Linked DNA regions of Mus musculus: region 1 is linked to region 2. The links are chromatin contacts, called in public HiChIP or PLAC-seq maps. All regions are on one chromosome and are shown on one strand. The core of a region is the stretch at or near the end of the contact, and the rest is flanking DNA. Distances in the headings are between cores, read along the strand shown.

Region 1 (2,884 bases), core at 245-2,744, 1.0 Mb before region 2:
ATTAGAAACTTCAGACGTCTCTCCATAGCGACAGTAAGATCAGAGAGGAAAACATAAATTGTTTTAATAACTTGCATCCTTTGTAGGGCTCAGCAAAGAGTCATTTTGAATGAGTATGTCTCATAATGCGCTTTACTAAGATATTTCATGGTTCTCAACCTAAAACCCATTATGGTTTGTTTACTAAGGAATGTAAGACACACAATCTGTATGATAAAACCAAAGGAGAAACTGGGACCAGACTGTCATTTCACAAGTCTTACTAAAATTGATGGGACTATAGATAATTCCTGGAAGACTGGCAGAACACAGTATTTTGAGGACACCAACCATAAGGCAAAGGAACATTTTGTACATTTAAGTAGCCGGTGACCAGGCTGGATGCTATGTGGGTCATATCCTGAAACACACTGGAGGTCCTTAAATAGTTAAAAGGGGATATATTGAGGAACTGTCTCAACCAGAAATAAAAATATTTAAATTGGGAAGCTTTTTATCTGTTTCCCCTCTCTGTTTTCTTTTTTCAACCTATGTTATAATTAGCTGGCCTCAAAGTGCAAGTCCTCTTGCCTCAGTCTACCCTGTGTTGAAATTACAGTCAAGCATTCCCATATTTGGCTCTTACAGGAATCTTCATTTAGAAATTTAAAGAGAGAGAGAGAGAGAGAAAGAGAGAGAGAAGACCAAAAGGAATAAATAATAAAAATGGAAGCTAGTTCTAACATATATCAATTAGTACTCAATTTTTCATTAACTTTGAATCTATAAAAACCAAGCAATGAACAACTAAATAGTTCCAGCTTTGCACTGGCTGTATGAAAAGGCATGCAAGATTGTTTCTTTCTCCTTGCAATACCCAGGGCTGCTGGCAGACCTTGGAGCTTGGAAACATTCTTGCACATTAACTTCAGGAAGAGTTCCAGGAGAAAGCTATGTTAGAAAGTAGCTGAAAATAATTGTTCAGCCTCAGCTTCCTTAACTCGACAGTAAAAGGACAACAAAATCCAATCGATGGGAAAAAACAAACAAACAAACAATTGAAAACCAGGAGGTTCAGATGTCTTTAATTTTTGCATTAGTCTCTGTAAAGACAGACTTGAGAATGGGAAAAAAAGTCACAACCTGGGAAAAGGGCACTTTTCAGAACAGGAAATCAAGCTGGGTCAGCTGGTTGTGTATATAGATCCTGCCACTTCACGCACAAACCTGGTGGCCCTTGGCTGTGTCAGGGCGAGAACACCACCTCCTGTCCTCTGTATCTCCATGGCCCACCCTGGCGGTGTTCCTAGAGTCAGAATTTAAAAGTCGGGCTGTAGATCTGAGCCAGGTTGTGGCTGGGCAGGCCCCACCGCTCTCCCGCCCCGGCCCGGCCCGGCGCCGCGGGCTCCCGCAGTTCCGCGTCTGCGCACGGCCGAGGGGCAGGAGCTGGGCTGGCCAGGGAGGCGCAGGGCGCCTCGGGAGCCAATGGGCGCGCGCGGGGGAGCCGGGCTGGCAGAGGCGGCCGGCTGGGCGCGCACTGCCGGGATGGACGGCGAGCGCCTGGCGTCGGGCTCCTCGGAGCTGGCGGTCGGGGAGAGCCCGCGGGGCGGCGCCCCGATCCCGAGTGGCAGCGGTTCCTGCAGCCTGCTGCAGGCCGATGTGCTGGATCTGGACGAGGACGAGGACGACCTGGAGGTGTTCAGTAAGGTGAGGGCAGGGGACGTGGCCATGGCCGTGGTGGCGGGGACTGCCTGTCCAGGGAAAGTTCCAGGGTGACTCAACTCTCCAATGGAGCTGGAGCTGGGGACAGTACCTCCAAGGCTGAACTAGTCGTTCCCTCCTCTTCACTTTTATCAGTGGCAGGGCCAAGGCTCATGGAGTCTGAAAAGTTCTGATTTTTTTTTTCTCTCTTCGTCTTTCCATTTTTCCTTGCTTGACAGCGACATTCCTCACCGTGTGCGGGTGGCCTGAAACTGCTTCTCCCTCCCCCCCCCCCAGCTCCTCCCCCTCCCCTAGGCTTCTTGACAATCCTAAAGTCCAGGAGAGCAATTGTGATTGCCTTAGTGCAGGGAGGTGGTTTTTGATTTACTGTTGTTATGTGTAAATGGGAGAGTTGAGTCACATTCTAAGAGAGTCTGGAAACCTGTGACCATTGGGTGTAGAAATCCTTTCAGGATTGAGAAAGCCTAGCCTCTACCACAGGCACAGCTGAAGACTTTAAATTGGGCAGTTATTCTGGTCCAACCCTCAGCTCCAGTCTGCATATTTCCTTCCCATTTGCCTTGGAAATCTAGCCTCAAAGGCGCTCCCTGGCTAGTGATATAATTAGACAGAAATGGACATACCGGCAGTAGTGGTAGACTTGATGCAAACTTGCCCTTCCTGAAAGTTGGAAACAACAACAAAAAAATACCTTTCTTTTGGCACAGTCCCAGTGTCACAGCAGTTTTTCAAAAGTGCTCAGTGGGAACATTGGATCAATGACTATTCAGTAGTGACATGTTGCCTTGAGATGTTACATGAGCCCACCAACTTAAAACTGTTAAACAGAAGTTAGCAAGTAACCAACACCCTTGGACTCCAGTGCGGAGCTCACAAACATCGTTTTGCACCCCTAGAGCATGTGAGATTGGACACCCAGTTGCATTCTAAGTAGATGGTATATCAGTTATGTGTGCTTAGTCTTTCTTTGTATTTGAATTATAAAACTGGGATTATTTCACATTTAGTTTCAATACTATCAAATTTTAATATCAATGTGTGTGTTTATGCACTCATACCTTTGCGTGCATACATACTCTCCTTTGTGCACAATTGGAGATCAGAGCTCAGCCACCATGTGGGGTCCAGGGGATTGAATCCAGGTCAACGGGTCCCATAGCAAGCACCTTACTGAGCCATCCAG
Region 2 (2,924 bases), core at 61-2,560:
CATGTACAACCTAAGGGTTGCACTCTGGTCATCAGGTTCTCTGAACATCTCCCCTACCTTGATCCATTTACCCATTATCACCTGTCAGGGACCACTGTTGTGACCCAGAGCAAATTATTTATTCTCACTCTCACTTAGGCTTCTTATTTTTGGAGGCAGTACCAGTTTAAAAAAAAAAAAAAAAAAAAAAAAAAAAACTACTTTGTAAGAATTAAATAAAACACCTAACCAGGCACACACTATTAATCATAGTAGTCAGAAGGCAGAGGCAAGCAGATCTCTGTAAGTTTGAGACCAACCTGTTCTATAGAGAAAGTTCCAGGACAGCTAAGGCTACTTAATGAGATCCTAAGCCAGGGCTCCGGATAAAATAGCCTTCTTTCCTTGGAATCTTGCCTAGTTGTACCAACCTGAAGTAAGTGTTCTTTTCTTAGAAATGTACTATTAGCTAATAGAAACTTGTATCACATTTTCCTCCACCATTGCAGACTTACATACCTGTAGCTGAACTGAAAGTTTAAAGTTTAGCTATGTTAGGAGAAATTCCAGAAAGCACATTTGTTAGTTGAAATTTTCCCTTTGACCTTAGACATTATGGAAAGAAAAAAGGAAAGGAAAGAAAAGCGAGGGAGAGGGAGAGGGAGAGGGAGAGGGAGAGGGAGAGGGAGAGGGAGAGAAGAGAAGAGAAGAGAAGAGAAGAGCGAGACGAGACGAGACGAGAAGAGGAGGAAGAGAAGAGAAAAGAGAAGAGAAGAGAAGAGAAGAGAAGAGAAGAGAAGAGAAGAGAAGAGAAGAGAAGAGAAGAGAAAAAAAGGAAAGGAAAGAAAAGAAAGGAGAAGAGAAGAGGCTGCTGGACATGCACAGACATAAGAACACACACACACACACACACACACACACACACACACACACACGAGTAACTCGCACATGGGCAAACTATGACATTAGGTTTCAATGCAAAAGTCAAGTTTCCGTTGTTCAATTTTTCTTATGGAGCACAAATTAAAGTCAATACTTTTCGGGCCCTCATGCTCGTCTGTCCTTACAACTACCCCATTTTGGGGATTAGGGCTCTTTAGTCAAAGTCACGAGGCATATTGGGAAACTAAATCGCTAGACAGATCAAGACAACCCTGCCGGCGAGCGCAGCCCTCCTCCAGCCTCCTGACTGCCAGACCACGCAAGGTGCCTGCTCTCGCCGCCGTCGCCCAGCTAGCTCTGATTTTTATAAGCTTTACCAAGAGTCTTGACACAGAAAACTAAACAGAACGGGCTCTTACCTTGAGCAGCAGAGGCAGCCTGAGCAACTTCCGGCTTGGCTCCGGCGGGTACCGCGGAGCTGCAACTAGGCGGAGCCAGCTTACTGGGAAACCGGCAGGGAAGGCTGGCGACCCAAGCTGCCCTACCTGGTTTCCGAGCCCGGGATGGGCTTTAGGACTGCACATGTGAAACTAGAAGGGTTCTGTTTCTAAAAAATAAAAACGCTCTGCGTGTTTTTAACTCACTAGCTACTGTTGCACTGAGCAAATTACACTTTCCTTGGTTTTCTCTACCAGCCTATTTGAATGCATACCTGTTGCCTGTGACTCAAAGACAAAGGCACCTGCTCCTCCTGCCTGAGCGAGGTAGCCATATTCAGCAAATAAGTAGGATACCCAGTTCCACTGCAATTTCAGTTAGCAGTGTGAGTACTGAAGTACGCAGTACCACAGGCATGCTGATGGCTTGGTTTGGTTTGCTTTTTAATGACTGGCTAAATATAGAATTGAAGTTCACCGTGAGAATTTACAGGACCACCTCCGCCCCCTTTGTTTTTGTTTTGAGACCGGGTTTCTCTGTGCAGCAGCCTTAGCTGTGCCTCTGCCGCCTTCTGGGTTAAATGGGTGGACCACCACTCCCAGCTTTAGTCCTTCTCCCCACCCCACCCTTTTTTTTTTTTTTTTTTTTTTTTTCTTAAATCTAGCAGCACTCCACATACTATTTAGTTACCTACAAAATTTTGTAAAGAAATCGTAGCGCACAGTTTTGTTTTGTTTTGTTTTTGGTGGGGGGGGTGTGAGACACTGTTTCTCTGTGTAGCCTTGGCTGTTCTAGAACTAGCTGTGTAGACCAGTCGGGTCTCAAACTCACAGGGATCCTCCTGCCTCTGCCTCCACATTGCCAGGATTAAAGGTCTGCACTACCACCACCCAAAGTGCACAAATTATAAAAGTTGAAAGGACTCTTTCGAGATTTCTTTTTGTAAAGTACAACTTGAAATGCGTGTGGCTGTGGCTTCCCATTGTCTCTTTTTAGTCTGTGCCTTGCATTATTTTGCAAAAGAACATGTTCAGTGCTAGGGAAAAAAATCTATATCTGAAAAATGTTAACCACGTCGTCCTAACTTGGGAGGACGTGTGGGTTGGGGGAAGGATCGTGAGGCAGGCTTTGACCTGTGGTTACCCATTGCGCAACACCAGTAAATTCTTTAGATCCATTTGAAAAGAAGAGATAGGAAAGAACACCCACCTCTGAACGGCCTAGGAAGAACTGTTAACATTTAACAAACGCCCCACCCTCAACCCCACCCGCCCCACCCCCGCAGCAGCCACCGCCCCAGAAAATTAAAAGGGGGGCTTTAAGTAATGAGAGCCCAAATCTTGTTTCCAACCTAAAGCAGCTTGGGGCATTAAAACTTTTCAACTAAGTCAACTGATTTTTTCAGCTCAAAACCACAGACTTGGGGTTCAACTAGGACCCCTATAAGCCATGGTTGGCCACCTATCCTCCATAATCCAATTTTAAAAGCCTAACTAAAAAAAGAAAAATAAAAGGAGAGATTTATTTCATGTGGTTGACTACCATGAGGAAGGAAGAAAAATGAAGTCTGGACACACACATACTACACACACGCACACACATACACTACACACACACACACACAC

What was found. HiChIP or PLAC-seq counts read pairs in DNA pulled down with a chosen protein or histone mark.
Region 1: a contact with region 2 is called in an H3K4me3 HiChIP or PLAC-seq map of stem cell-derived neural progenitor cells, with 4 times the contacts expected there. The contact joins the promoter of Snx7 here to the promoter of Frrs1 in region 2. A contact is called at or near these places in 1 of 39 promoter capture datasets (liver) and 2 of 115 datasets of contacts at active chromatin or transcription factors (bone marrow-derived macrophages and stem cell-derived neural progenitor cells).

The regions. Positions count from the first base shown.
Region 1 is chr3:117,867,546-117,870,429 of GRCm38.p6, reverse strand. It overlaps Snx7 (sorting nexin 7), which reads left to right and starts at 1,494. Exons shown (of 9, transcript NM_029655.3): 1 at 1,494-1,686. The coding sequence starts at 1,525.
Region 2 is chr3:116,860,066-116,862,989 of GRCm38.p6, reverse strand. It overlaps Frrs1 (ferric-chelate reductase 1), which reads right to left and starts at 1,310. Exons shown (of 17, transcript NM_009146.3): 1 at 1,281-1,310.